4 separate regions of the Mus musculus genome follow, and all the other regions are linked to region 2. A link is a contact called in public HiChIP or PLAC-seq and promoter capture Hi-C data. All regions are on one chromosome and are shown on one strand. The core of a region is the stretch at or near the end of the contact, and the rest is flanking DNA. Distances in the headings are between cores, read along the strand shown. Region 1 holds the start of Fam120b (family with sequence similarity 120, member B). Region 2 holds the start of Acat2 (acetyl-Coenzyme A acetyltransferase 2). Region 3 holds the start of Phf10 (PHD finger protein 10). Region 4 holds the start of Pdcd2 (programmed cell death 2).

Region 1 (3,301 bases), core at 532-3,031, 2.4 Mb before region 2:
CCTGAGGCATCATCTATCACATAGCACACAACTAGTACATTCTCAATCAATCAATCAATCAATCACCAAAAGACAGCTGTGGATATTAAGTTATTATTGTTTTTCTTTATTGCTAAAAGCATGTAATGAAGTTCTTTGTTCCCTAAAGGAGTTATTACAAGATGACTGAAAAAAAAAAAACCAACATACAAATAAATTAGGAATTTTACAGCTAGACAACAGGTTAAGTCTTAATAGGCATATAAGAAGTAAATAGATGCTGAGACAAGGAAACTCTCCAAATAGCTCACTCCTACTCCTACAACATAGTCGTCCTTGTAGGCTGCTCAAAATACAGCCTGAGAGCTCTGAGAATTCCAAGCAGTAGGGTGGGCTTTTCTACCCTGAAATGTCTCCCATACGCTAGGATCAATGCTTATTTGGAAAAAATAAATGAATAAAACCAGGGGCAGATGGATGTATTAAGTGAGATCAAGAACCAATTCACAGTTTATAGACTCCCATTATAGCCAGAGAGAGCGATGGAGAGAAATAATGCCTAACAATAAAATTAAAACTATTTATACTTGGTATTAAGTTCTGTAGCAACAATTGATAGCATTATGTGGAATGCATCCTTCTTACCAAGGTGGAGTCAACTCAGAAAGTAAATGAAATTAGTTTAGTATCTGCAACACAGAAGTTACAATGCTCTACCCAATGACCAGGCCTTTCTTTCAAATACCAAGCACACCTTGAAGATGGTGGAAATGGGGAGGGGAAAACTGGGACAAGAACACTTGCAAAGCAGCAACATAAGATAAATAGCAAGTTGTAAAGGCTCTATAATTATGAACAGAGGGGTGTTGTATTCACAGTACACTGAAATCAAGGACTCCGAAGCCAAAGCTTGGATTCGTGAACTTTTCATTATCAGTTCCATAAATATATCCAGACTCCAGTTCAGAGATAAGAGTAGAGTCTTTGAGTGTGGAAAATAAATGATTTCAAATGCTCTCCACGTAAGTTTTTTGGGGGGGGCCAAAGGTGTTCACAGATATAAACGTCTGGAAGACTGGCTGAACAGATATTTTTTTTAAACTGGGAGGTGCTATAGTCAAGGTGGGGGCAAGAGAAATAACGCATCAGTTGCTGGTGCCTTTCAAAAACAGGTAAAGAAAAAAGTAGCCAGGCGTTCGTACACTAACCTAATGTCAGTCGAGGTCAGGAGCTATCCTCTAATGGATGGGAGATAGGGAAAATGATGAGAGACATTGGACGTGGGTAACAGCAAGTCCCTAAGGTGGAAAGATCTGAGAGCATATGTAGGCCGAAATCAAACGGATGGTCCCCTCCCCAGAGGAACTCAACACAGCTGAGGCCCAGCCCCTTCGCCTCTCCATCACTTAAGGTCCTACAACCTCCCAACCTGGTTTCCAGTTACCAGTTCTTCCCTCCCCAGCCGCTACCAGAGTCTGAGAGTCTACCTCGCTGGTCCTCAGTGTCCTGCAGCTGGGCTCAGGAAGAGTCTCCACCCCGCTCCACCTGCAAGTGGATGGCTGCCTCTCCCCTCCACCCAGGGAGGAACAGCCAGGACGCAGAGAAGCCAGGATGCGGAGGGGCGTGGCCACGGCGAGGATAGTGGACTTGATGCTGGAAGGAGTCTGGGGTAGGGAGATGCGACAGCAGAGATCCAGGGCCGATTCCCCAGCCTGGCCTACCCAAAGCTCAGCAGTGGCCGCAGACTGCGTCAACCAGATTTCAGACCCACAGTCTACGGCGTGCTCACTTCCGCTTCCGTTATTGAACTTCCGCCCGGAGAAGTGTCTGGTTAGACAAAGTGAAGCTTGTGCTTATATAACTGGAAGTAAAGGACGAAGAGACGAAAGGGATGTAGTACGCAAGCGCTAGAGCGGGAGGCGAAGTGGGTGGCACCCAGGAAGAAGGAAGCTTTAACCCGTTGCCTAGCAACCGGGGAATAGCCTAGGACGCCTGCACGCCGCTGGATAGCCGGACTGGGAAAAGTGTGTTTGTCCCATAGGCTAAGTCTTCAGGCTGAGTGGCAGCCTGCACTAGCACTGGGTGCCTTGCTCCGGTAATGCACGCACACAGGCTGCAGCGGATAGTCACTGGAAACCCTTTTAAATGCCACAGACCACAGCTTGCAACCACGCAGAGTATGGGAAGCTGCGAGGATCCTGGTTTGGTCTTGAATCCCCTTAGGAGTACCAGTACTGAAAGGCGGCACAGCTTGGACAAGGAGCATCAAGGGCCGAGAGTCCACTTACAGAGTTGTCATAGGCAATAATGCTGGTCATTTTATTGGGTGAAGTGGCCATCCTTGTGGGCTACATTCAGGCTGTCTAGTATTTTGGATGGAAATCTCCAATAAGCTAAAGCATCCTTTGTGTCGGTAGCCCCCAACTTGGGGTGCTGGAAACATTTGGATCTCAAGATTACAGTTTTAGCTGTTGAGTCACAGCTTGTGCTAGCCTTATGGTAGAGGGGTTCTCTGCCTTTAGCTTTACAGCTCCAGGATGCGTCCTCAGCTGCCAGAGGTAGCAACTCGGTGACTTTCTGGGACTCTTTAGAGCAGCTGGCGCTTGCATTCAGTAGTGTTTTATCTTTTGCAGTTTCTGTTCTCCTCTATGCTATACTTTCCCAACACTCCCGTAGTCCTTCACAGTCTTAGCACTCCATGGCCTCTACAACAGCCCTCTATTGGTTTCTGTTGGGTGCTGTACCTGTTCTTTATGCAACCGACGCAAGCTACCCTACCCGGGATCAAGACTACAAGGAGGCATCAGTACCACTTGGAGTAAATTTTATTGGCAGCACAGGGGCAACTTGCAGAAAAACAAAGCAAAGCAAACAACCACAACAAAAAACTTTCTCCTGTATACTGCCATTGGGCTGGGGTCACTGAGTAGGGTGATCTAAGAGCCATCTCAAGGTGTCATGGTCAGTTTCCCAAGGCCATGAAACTGCTGGGTGGTGGTTGATTGTAATGGTTCCCCTGACTGAAACAAAGTCTCTGTGGCATCTACAGTTGCCGTGAAGTCTTCTCTGGACATTGGTAGCTAGAATAGAGCAGTAATCATTACAGTTGCCCTGACAACAGGCTGAGGAACCTTCAGGGGCAGCTACTTGATTGACAAGTCTCAAGTCTCCACAAAAGGTGAGACTAAACCTGCAACTGCCACCACCCTTATAGTGCCTCAGGTCTTCAGGGGTGGCAGCAATATCATTCAGTCTTAGAAGGTTTGGGAATGGCGAAAACCATACAATGGCTCCCAATTCAGCCTTCATCCCTGCCTGTCTT
Region 2 (3,153 bases), core at 26-2,525:
GCATCCTCTGCTTGCCTCTGCAGACACTAGGCTCACATGCAAGGATGCATACATGCATGCAAGCAAAGACACATAAAAATAAATTATTAAGCCAGGCGTGGTGGCGCACGCCTTTAATCCCAGCACTCAGGAGGCAGAGGCAGGCAGATTTCTGAGTTTGAGGCCAGCCTGGTCTACAAAGTGAGTTCCAGGACAGCCAGGGCTATACAGAGAAACCCTGTCACGAAAAACCAAAAAGAAGAAGAAGAAGGAGGAGGAGGAGGAGGAGGAGGAGGAGGAGGAGGAGGAGGAGGAGGAGGAGGAGGAGGAGGAAACCATGGGAAGTCCCTTGCATTTCTTGGACCCTTGAGGAAACAGAGGACATAATCTAGAATTTAGCCTCATCTCTAGAACCTACTTTGATCCATCCACCTCTCTCAAAATACTATTTTTTTCAGGTTGCTTTACATTTCAGGAGGATATCCCAGCTTACCGGGTTGTTGTTGTTAGGTTTGTTTTCCTTTCCTACAATCTGTGGCGCAGTTCTCTTACTTCACTGTCCACTGTCCCCACTGAGGGCAAGACTTGCCTAGAAAGCCTTTCCTTCCACCACAGGATTCTGCTTTCCTAAACAGATGGCATTCTCTGTAGACCAGCAAGCTGCAGAAGCAAACCAGGATGACTCTCCTTTCAAAACACTGGGGACACTGCAGGTGACCTGTGATAGTGCTAGGGCTGGGACTGGGGGGTGGCCAGAGGGAGCCTGCAAAAGGCATGAGAATGACACAAGGCAGAGAGGTAAGTAGAGTCTGGCAGATTCTGTCTTTGGCTGAATAATAAGTCCGAGAGGATTGGACAGTAGAGATCCACTGCCCTAAGGATCTCTGTTAGCAAGGAGGCTACCCACTCAGAAGCTGTCAGCGCTGAGAAGAACCTTCAGAAGAAACGGGAGATGCCTATGTAGGAAAGGTTAGGCTAGGTTCCAGTGTCACCTGGAGGAAAGCCTTACCCTTGGACCCGACTCCACCTATGACCCCTAGACCGTCTGCACACCGCATCGCTCTTCGACACCCCTAGGCTGTCTACCTCCAACCCAACATCCCTGGATCCTCCACACCCCACCCTAACCCGACACACCTAGGTTGGGTAGACACCATCTACCCCATACCAAACCAAAGAGTCTCCATCTTACACAATTCTGGGACTTAGCCCTACCAGCTTCCTGCGCAGGCGTGAGGAGGCGTGGCGTGGAGGCCATAGCTCCGCCCCCCCCAGCACAGCCTGTCAGGCTGGAGGAAGTTTTACCTCAGTCGCAGACAGGACAAGGCTGAGAGCTAGCAGAGACCAGAGCGACAAGATGAATGCGGGCTCAGACCCCGTGGTCATCGTCTCAGCGGCGCGCACCGCTATAGGTGAGTGTCCCGCGAGGTCACTTCAGCCTGTGACCCTCCTTCCCGACATGATCGCGGAGACTCGGGCTCTCGTGACGGGGAGGGGGCGGCCGGCCACAGACTCCACAGCTCGCGGTGCCCCGCGCCTTGCCCGCGGACCCGCCCCTCGTGCTGCGATTGGCTCCTCGCAGTAGAGCCACCGCTCTGCCAGGCTCACCTATTAGATAACGTTGGGACGCGCTCTCTCTCCTGATCGCTGATTGGTCTGTTCGGCGGTGCACCATTGATCACGCTGTGGTGTCGGGGGCCCGAGAGATGGTGGTCTGAGCTGCTCCTCCAGGCAGGCCTTGGCTTTGGCATTGTTCTGGAAGTCACCATCGCCTTTGCCCGCCTCGGCTCCAGCCGTTTTTATTTGGAATGCATGTGACCCCTTCTCCCCCTCGGTGGTCCTCAGTGTGCTCTTGGTTCAGATTCCTTCCCTCTTCCCCATTCCATTGTAGGCTCCTTCAATGGTGCCCTGTCCACCGTGCCTGTCCACGAAATGGGGACAACTGTCATCAAAGAAGTCCTGCAGAGGGCCAAGGTGGCTCCAGAAGAGGTGTCCGAGGTCATATTTGGACATGTCTTGACGGCAGGTAACTCCTCAGTAGCCCAGGACAGATCTGGTTCACTAGAAACAGCATTTATTTATATGTGTGTGTGTGCGCGCACACACACCACCACCACCATACATTGCTTTGCTTGGAGTTCTCTCTGCTAGGATTCTTTCTGTCCCTCCTCCTTCCTCTGGCTGAAGTCACAGCTCCTTTACAAGCCTTTTCGGTGAGTGATCTTAGACCACGGGACTGTATCGCCTTTGCATTGTTAGAAGCACAGCAAAGTATTCACAGTCCTCCACATACCCCTAACATGTCACACAGTCAATAAAAGTGTGTGGGCCTGGCACTGTGCCACAGCTGCGAGTGGGGCTGCAGCAGAGCAGCTCTACCCTGGTCCACTTTGTCAGGAGATCAGCTGTCCCTCACTCCAGGGGACTGTCCGGAGGAAGGCAGGAGAGTCTAAGAATGCTTCATCATAGCTCTGATTCCTGCTGGGCTTGGAGATCAGTGACTACTGATGTTGATGATTGGTTTGGGGCCTGGGTGTATAGCTCAGTGGTGAAGTGTGTGGTTAGCATGCATGTGGTCATGAGTTCCCACTCCTGCCCTGCCCTGTGCTCCCTCAGCACACATTTGAATCAACTGTAGAGAAAATTGTTAATATTCAATACCAAGTTCTGCTCTTACTCTGTCTGAGACCATTTGTATGTGTGCCAGTTGAATATTGTTTTTTGAAACATTTGGGGCTAGAATTGTTTTGACATCAGATCCCCACCTCCTAGATTATGCAACATCTGTATATATATATATATATATATATATAAAGGATCATTGTTAGAGAACTTGGTGTCACAATCTTTATCTCAAGAAACCACGTTCAGCTAGTTGTCCTTCATATTCTAGGTGGAACAGCAAAATGGATAGTAGAAAAGGGAGCTTTATTTAATTTGGTTAAATTGGGAGGAGATCCAAGTATCCTCCTCAGGTCCATCTTCATACTCCAGAAGTGAGATTAAACTTTAAATAGACAGCTGGAGATTCGCACTTCTAAACAGTCAGGTCATGTTATGGCCCCACCCCCTGCATTGACCCATTGTCTGGGTCTCTATAGCAGGGTGGTCTGGCAAGTCCTCAGAGTGTGTGGAATCTTTTTCCCTGGAAGGAAAGATCTCCTTTGCCTTGTA
Region 3 (3,267 bases), core at 638-3,137, 2.0 Mb before region 2:
TTTGTCTCTCGTCTCTCTCTTTCTTTTTTCTTTTTCTTTTCCTTCTTTTTGTTTTGTTTTGTTTTGTTTTGTTTTGTTTTGTTTGTTTTTCGAGACAGGGTTTCTCTGTATAGCCCTGGCTGTCCTGGAACTCACTTTGTTGACCAGGTTGGCCTCGAATTCAGAAATCCACCTGCCTCTGCCTCCCGAGTGCTGGGATTAAAGGCATGTGCCACCACGCCCGGCCCCCTCTCTCATTTCTTAACTTTCAAATTTTATAACATTAAAATCTTTTTGTTTTTTAATTGCAAGTATGCTCTTTCCCACCTACGATGCCCTTAAGTTCAGTTATATATATTTGTGTATCACTTTATCTTGAAGCTGCAGACATCCTGCTCTATGGCAGGCACTCCCTTCACCTCTACATTATTTGTCGGCTCTATACTTCATGTGGATACACTATATATATTTCAAAGGAGGAGAGAAGTGCTGGGCTTACTTTCTGGAGCTAGAAGCTGTGGCTGTGAAAGGGAACTCGAATTCTAAAATCCAAGAGCTAGATCACCACCACCTTTTCTGGTTTGGTCCCCTACATTCTTGGAAGTGTTGTGGGGAGTGGAGGGGATGGGGGGTGGGGGATGTAGGCCTGCCTCTCTGCCCCTTGCCTTTGTCCATTGGACCTGTTGTCTTCCTGGTGCTCTTTTCAAAGGGTGGGGTACGGCCTTTCCTGTGGCGAAGTCTAAGCACTAACATCAATATAAATCCTGTCCAAACACCATTGGACAATTGGCTTCCATTTCCAGGAATTCCCAATCCTGTGTCCTGCAGGTGACTGTGCTGACTCTGTCATATGATTTTGGGAACCTTCCCTATGTTCTCCTTGCCTGACTGGGTTCCGTTCAACCTGAGTGCTGCTGTGACTTTTCCCGTGGCCATGGGGGCCACTACGCCAAGGTCACAGGAGAAGCAGTTGTAGAACAAATGAGCCAAGAGCGCCTTGGGGATCCTGGGGTGTGTGGAGTGAAGATGGAGAGGTGGGGTGGAGAAGTCAGAAAGGACTCAGGAGAAGGGGATCTCAAAGAGGGAGGAGGCGGAGCTCCTGGGGTGGTTGACCCTAAGGGCTGCGAGAGAGGAGGAAGTGGGCTGAGGACACTAATCCTTCATTTACAGAAGGGAGCGAGGACCCTGGTGGAGAAGGGGAGGTCGCCGCGGCTGTGGAGACCCCGGGCTGAGAGGAGGGGCTGGGGACCGGTAGGGGTGGGGTTGGTGGGAGGATACCGCGCGGTAGGGACCCTCAGCTAAGGTGCTGATGATCGGGAGTGGGGAGGACACGGCGGCGTGGTGGCGACCCCGGGCTGAGGGGAGGAGCTGGGTACGGGGGAGGGATTGGAGAACAAGCGTGGTGAAGACACATCTTTGAGGGGAGGGGCTAGGGACCCAGGTGGGGACAAGGCAGGCACCGCCGACTGAGGACCCCCGGCTGACGCGCAGCGGAGGAGGGGAGGGGGCGGGACCGCGGCGGGGCGGGGCGGCGCGGAGCCGCGGCTGACGCGGAGGGCCGGGCCGGGGGCGCAGGGAAGGGGCGGCAGCGAGCTCGCCAGGCGGCCAGGAACCCGGGTGGGGCCGGGACCGAGGCGGTGGCTGGCCAGCGGAGCTCAGGCCGGGCGCGGCGCGCCGGGTGAAGGCGGCAAGGCGGCAAGGCCCCGGCCGAGGCCGGCGGAGCCGCGCAGCTGCGGCCGGCTGACGTGAGCGGCGTGCGGGTCCCGGCCGGCAGCGCGCTGGCGGCCATGGCGGTGGCGCTGGCGGGCCGCGGGGCGCGCGGCGGCAGGGGCCGGCCCCCGGGCGGGCGGGCGGAGGGGGCGGGGCCGGGGCGCCGGGCGGCCCGCGCGACAGCGGCGGCAGCGGCGGCGGCGGCGGCCGCTGGGACTAGGCGAAGGCGGCGACGACGACGGAGGCGCGGGGCGCTTGGGCTGATGGCAGCGGCCGGGCCCGGGGCGGCGCTGTCCCCGGGGCGGTGCGACAGCGACCCGGCCTCCCCCGGAGCGCAGTCCCCAAAGGTGAGCGGAGCGCGCTGCCCAAGGGGCAGCGGCCCAGGCCGGGCTCGGGAGAGAAGAGGAGACCGGGCGGCGGGTCCTGGAGCAACAAGTGCGGCGGACAGTGGGCGCGGACGTCGGGGAGACCTGCGCGGCGGGGTGGGAAGTTGTCCGGGAATAGCTGGGACCGGGGGACTCGGGAAGAGTGCTTGAGACGAAGCGCCCCCAGCCTGGGAAAGTCGGAAAAGTTGGCGGCCTTGGGGATCTCAGTCGGGGAGACGCTGAGCGGGACGTGCGCTCGGGGTCCCGAGTTGGCAGAACGTGGTTTCACACCCACAGACCCGGCCAGCCGAGGTGGCCCCCGCCACGTGCCGGTCCTCCCTGGTGGGGTCTCTGACTGCTCGCAGGGGGCTGCTGGCTCCCTGTCCTGACCGAGGATGGTGCGGAGGGGAGGGCCTTACCTGGAACGTAGCCCTTAGGATTCCTACAGTTGTGAGCTGGTAAACTCTGTGTCAACTTCCGTTATTGTTTCTTTTCGAGAGGATCATTGTTTTTAAGTAAAAGTATTGACATACAGAAATCCTTAAAATGTCCACAAATTAATAAAATAGTGCTTAAAATTAACGGTGTCAAGCCAGTATGGACCATGAATACAGTGAAAAACATACTAAGAAATTTAATTATCTTTCAACTTCTTGATTGTTAGCTTTAAAAGGGAATATTAAGTCTACTTGATTTCATTCTTGAAGAGTGAAAAGGGGAATGATTTCTATGTTCTTTTTTAATTTGGAAAGTAATTTTAGTAAATTCCTAGGTGCTGGAGACATAATGAAATATAAAGTCACTGCTAATCACAACGTTAACATATATCAGACAGCTATGTGCTACCTGGCTCTTATGTGATCACTTCACTGCATCCTTGCATCAGCCACCTAGGCTTTAGGACTGGGGAGAAGCTTGCAGCACACAGCTGGTGGAGGGCAGTGCTCAGTAAGATTCTCTGGCAGCCCGCAGTGCCATGCTGACTTGGCATGCTAGCCTGTGCTGCCTTTTCATTCCCTTCCGTGGGCCTTTATTGAAATTTATAGTAAGAGTAGTAGTGTTAGGAGCTATAGTACCTTGATTTAAAAAAAAAATAGGAGTTTAAGCCTATTAATTAACGTAATGAATTGTTTTTAAAACATTTGATTACTTATTTCCTTAATGGAATGGCTCAACAACCTATATCTCCTATGAGTTTATCACAAAGTGTTGA
Region 4 (3,491 bases), core at 871-3,370, 2.6 Mb before region 2:
TAAGAAACAGACAATTACAAAATAACTGTTCTAACCTCATAGTTTCTGCTTCTGTAAATATGGTTGCTCATGGGCCTTATTTATGTAGCTAAAATTCAATCCCATCTCACCTCACCCATTGCCTTTACTCACAGGCTAAACTCACCCATAACTCAGAAGGTAGAAAATAATGCTGGGCTATCTATAAATGTAAACTCTGCACCAGGGCTGAACTCCTCAGAGCAGTAGATTTATGTGTCTGCCAAGTAGGCTTGCCAACATAATAAAGACAAATTCTCCAACTTTCCGATGTAGTTTGGTCTCAAGGTCTGACTTATACAACACGTGGAAACACTGTGTCTGAAAGAAAAAGGGAAGTGGAGGAGGATTTAAAGTTACCTTAAATTGAGCAAGATCACAAGCATGCTCTTTAACTCAGCAAGTTCAGAAATAGGCTGACCCCTCTAAACTCCTCAGGAATGAAGCCTCCTATTTCACATAAATAAAATCTACTTGATTGTGTTGTTCAGCAAGGCCACTGATGTGCTCACTCTTCTGTCTTGGGTGGGCTTTATTTGGCTCTGCACGAACCAAGATGGGAACCCACTTCATTCAGTTCCATTACGAATATTGACGCAAAAACTACAGCTCTCACCTCAAAGGGAGTTAAAAGTTCATTCGGAGCCAAATTTGAATGATCGTAGCCCGGGAACATATATTCATGTCTTCCCAAGTACTATATGTTCCAGTGTGGAAGCACTTTCATGGAGTTTTTATAGTAACAGAACAAAAAGGAAATTTGAAATCAAGGTATTTTAACAATGAATGCATTTGTGGAAACATTAAGTAGTTACAGAGGAATCTCAGTACAGACCTGAGACACCATCTGATAGCATTGTTAGCCTTTTGATTGGTGGAGAATAGCATTTTGTTAATACAGTCCAATAGTCTTTATCTGTTTATCAAGGTGTTAGGTCTGACACAAAAGCGGCCACTAAGGTATCTTTAAGGGGCTAAAGACAACCCAAGAGAAATAGTACCATTTCTAAAGATTCTAAACTCTTCAAAGTCAAAAAGTTTTATTAGTTAACCAGACTTTGTAGACAGCTCCTTTCCAGGAATTCTTGTTTACACTAGCCAAAAAACCCACTGTTGTTTTGTCTTTACATCTTGCTTCCTGTCTAAATCCAACACACAGGGCAGCGAGTATGGGAGCACCCAACTGTGTGAAGCAGAGCGCTATGATTTACGTTTGTTTCGAGTGCTCCTCCTCAACTGTATCCGGTCATCTTTCTCCTCCACCCCAGTTTTGAACATCCTTTAACTGCATGAGGACAGGTTTCAAGGGTCTGTGTGGGTTCGCCCCCAACCTCAATTCTTCCACAGGAGAACAGAGCCTCCCTTTGAAAGAGAAGATAAAAATAGCAAACTTCAACATTAATTATGATTGGCGACATTACTTAGGATGTATTCAGTTTCATAAAACTAAGATAAGAGAATAAGAAACTCTCTGTTCTGAGATAACAGAATAACCTAAACTGCTAACTTCTGCTTTGGGAAGCCTACTTGCCCCTTTCTCTTCCAAAGGAAGCACGCATTTGTTCTCCCTTAAGAAGTGACCACCACCAATATCCACTTAGCAAGTTCCATTTGCTAGAGAAACTGTCATAATAAAAATCTGAAAATTCAGCTTCTGTAAAACTTGCTCAGCTCCGGGAAAAACCTCTTTTGAAGCAGAGATTTTAAAAGACCACTCTAAGATAATCACAAAGATTATGACAATATCTAACGGCATAAACCATGAAATGTTTCTGATCCGGGCTGAGTCTCTTACCCAATAGCGAAAGGCTACAGCTGCGAACTAATTAAAGTTTGTCTTTTGTCCCCGAGTGCTGAGAATGCCCCCACTTCCCTCACTCCAACCTGAGGATCTACAACCGACACCCTAATCTCAGAGGTCTGAAGAGCTTCCGGCCTTCGGATCCCCAGAAACAGTGACAGTTCGATGGAGGTAGTCTTGCTCACCAGCGTCCTTTATTCACTTTTGCTTCCTGCCTATAGGGTTACCTCCAGTCCGGTCCCAGCTCGAGATCTGACCCCGCCTCCCGCCTTCCGGCCTAACACGTGACCGCCCTCTTCCGGCCTGGTGGCAGAGTCCTGCTGCGAGCATGGCTGCAGCCGCCCCTGGTCCTGTGGAGTTGGGCTTCGCCGAGGAGGCACCGGCCTGGAGGCTGCGCAGCGAGCAGTTTCCCAGCAAAGTGGGCGGGCGGCCCGCGTGGTTGGGCTTGGCGGAGCTGCCGGGGCCCGGGGCGCTGGCGTGTGCGCGCTGCGGCCGCCCGCTCGCCTTCCTGCTGCAGGTGTACGCACCGCTGCCGGGCCGGGACGACGCCTTCCACCGCAGCCTCTTTCTCTTCTGCTGTCGCGAGCCGCCGTGCTGCGCCGGCCTGCGAGGTGAGCGGCCGCCGGGACAGGACCCGGGCGAGGGTTGCCACGGGGGCTGAACCCTGGACGTAGGACGATCGGTTGGCGCGAGTGGTTGTATTCAGGTACCGGAATTGTCTTAGAATCGTGTCCCTTTCATCCTGGGCACGGACTCCTTAAAGCCAATTTCTCTTGTCAGACGGAACTCTTCCCGGGTTTAAAAGCTCTTTAGCTTTTATTTTTATTCCCTTTCATATAAAAACCGCCCCCCCACCCCGAAAGCAAAAACCTTAGGTTTTCCTTAAATGAGGTTTTATGAGGTGAAGCACCGAAAACGGTTCAAATGTTTCAATTATTTTGTTTCACGGAAAGATAATCTCACGTACCCCTTTCTCCTCTTCATTTCAGTTTTTCGTAATCAGCTACCAAGGAACAACGCATTCTACTCCTATGAGCCCCCTTCTGAAACAGAAGCTTTGGGTACGGAATGTGTGTGCCTCCAGCTCAAGTCTGGAGCCCATCTCTGTCGGGTTTGTGGTTGCTTGGCCCCTATGACATGCTCTAGGTGCAAACAGGCACATTACTGCAGCAAGGAGCATCAGACATTAGACTGGCGGCTGGGACACAAGCAGGCTTGTACACAGTCAGGTAAGACAACTTAGCCTTACCGTCTCTGTCAACTGAGGTACTCCAGTTTCTGGTTAAACTTGAAATTAGAAAACATACTTTAAAAGTTTTAGGAACTGGTAACATGAACACTTCGCTAATCTAAAACACAACCAGCTTTATTTTTTTATTAGATATTTTCTTTATATACATTTCAAATGCTATCCCGAAAGTTCCCTATACCCCCCCCCCCCCCCCCAGCCCTGCTCCCTTACCCACCCACTCCTGATTCTTGGCCCTGGTGTTCCCCTGTACTGGGGCATATAAAGTTTGCAAGACCAAGGGGCCTCTCTTCCCAGTAATGGCCGACTAGGCCATCTTCTGCTACATATGCAGCTAGAGACACGAGCTCTGGGGTACTGGTTAGTACAACCAGCTTTATTAACAGGTAGTATTATTAAGAGTAGTTAACCGTGGTCATGCAA

What was found. HiChIP or PLAC-seq counts read pairs in DNA pulled down with a chosen protein or histone mark. Capture Hi-C pulls out chosen DNA fragments and counts their contacts.
Region 1: a contact with region 2 is called in a promoter capture Hi-C map of liver. The contact joins the promoter of Fam120b here to the promoter of Acat2 in region 2. A contact is called at or near these places in 1 of 39 promoter capture datasets (the C10 cell line) and 1 of 9 other capture datasets (liver).
Region 3: a contact with region 2 is called in an H3K4me3 HiChIP or PLAC-seq map of the 230-238 cell line, with 13 times the contacts expected there. The contact joins the promoter of Phf10 here to the promoter of Acat2 in region 2. A contact is called at or near these places in 1 of 39 promoter capture datasets (the C10 cell line), 4 of 115 datasets of contacts at active chromatin or transcription factors (the 230-238 cell line, astrocytes, embryonic stem cells and 1 more) and 1 of 9 other capture datasets (adipose tissue).
Region 4: a contact with region 2 is called in an H3K27ac HiChIP or PLAC-seq map of embryonic stem cells, with 12 times the contacts expected there. The contact joins the promoter of Pdcd2 here to the promoter of Acat2 in region 2. A contact is called at or near these places in 1 of 39 promoter capture datasets (hippocampal neurons), 2 of 115 datasets of contacts at active chromatin or transcription factors (astrocytes and embryonic stem cells) and 1 of 9 other capture datasets (liver).

What each region holds. Positions count from the first base shown.
Region 1 is chr17:15,394,726-15,398,026 of GRCm38.p6, reverse strand. Fam120b (family with sequence similarity 120, member B) reads right to left here and starts at 1,781. Exons shown (of 11, transcript NM_024203.3): 1 at 1,467-1,781.
Region 2 is chr17:12,958,847-12,961,999 of GRCm38.p6, reverse strand. Acat2 (acetyl-Coenzyme A acetyltransferase 2) reads left to right here and starts at 1,275. Exons shown (of 9, transcript NM_009338.3): 1 at 1,275-1,391; 2 at 1,871-2,005. The coding sequence starts at 1,337. It also overlaps the pseudogene Gm15946.
Region 3 is chr17:14,959,880-14,963,146 of GRCm38.p6, reverse strand. It overlaps Phf10 (PHD finger protein 10), which reads left to right and starts at 1,887. Exons shown (of 12, transcript NM_024250.4): 1 at 1,887-2,036. The coding sequence starts at 1,953.
Region 4 is chr17:15,525,930-15,529,420 of GRCm38.p6, reverse strand. It overlaps Pdcd2 (programmed cell death 2), which reads left to right and starts at 2,120. Exons shown (of 6, transcript NM_008799.2): 1 at 2,120-2,430; 2 at 2,809-3,048. The coding sequence starts at 2,148.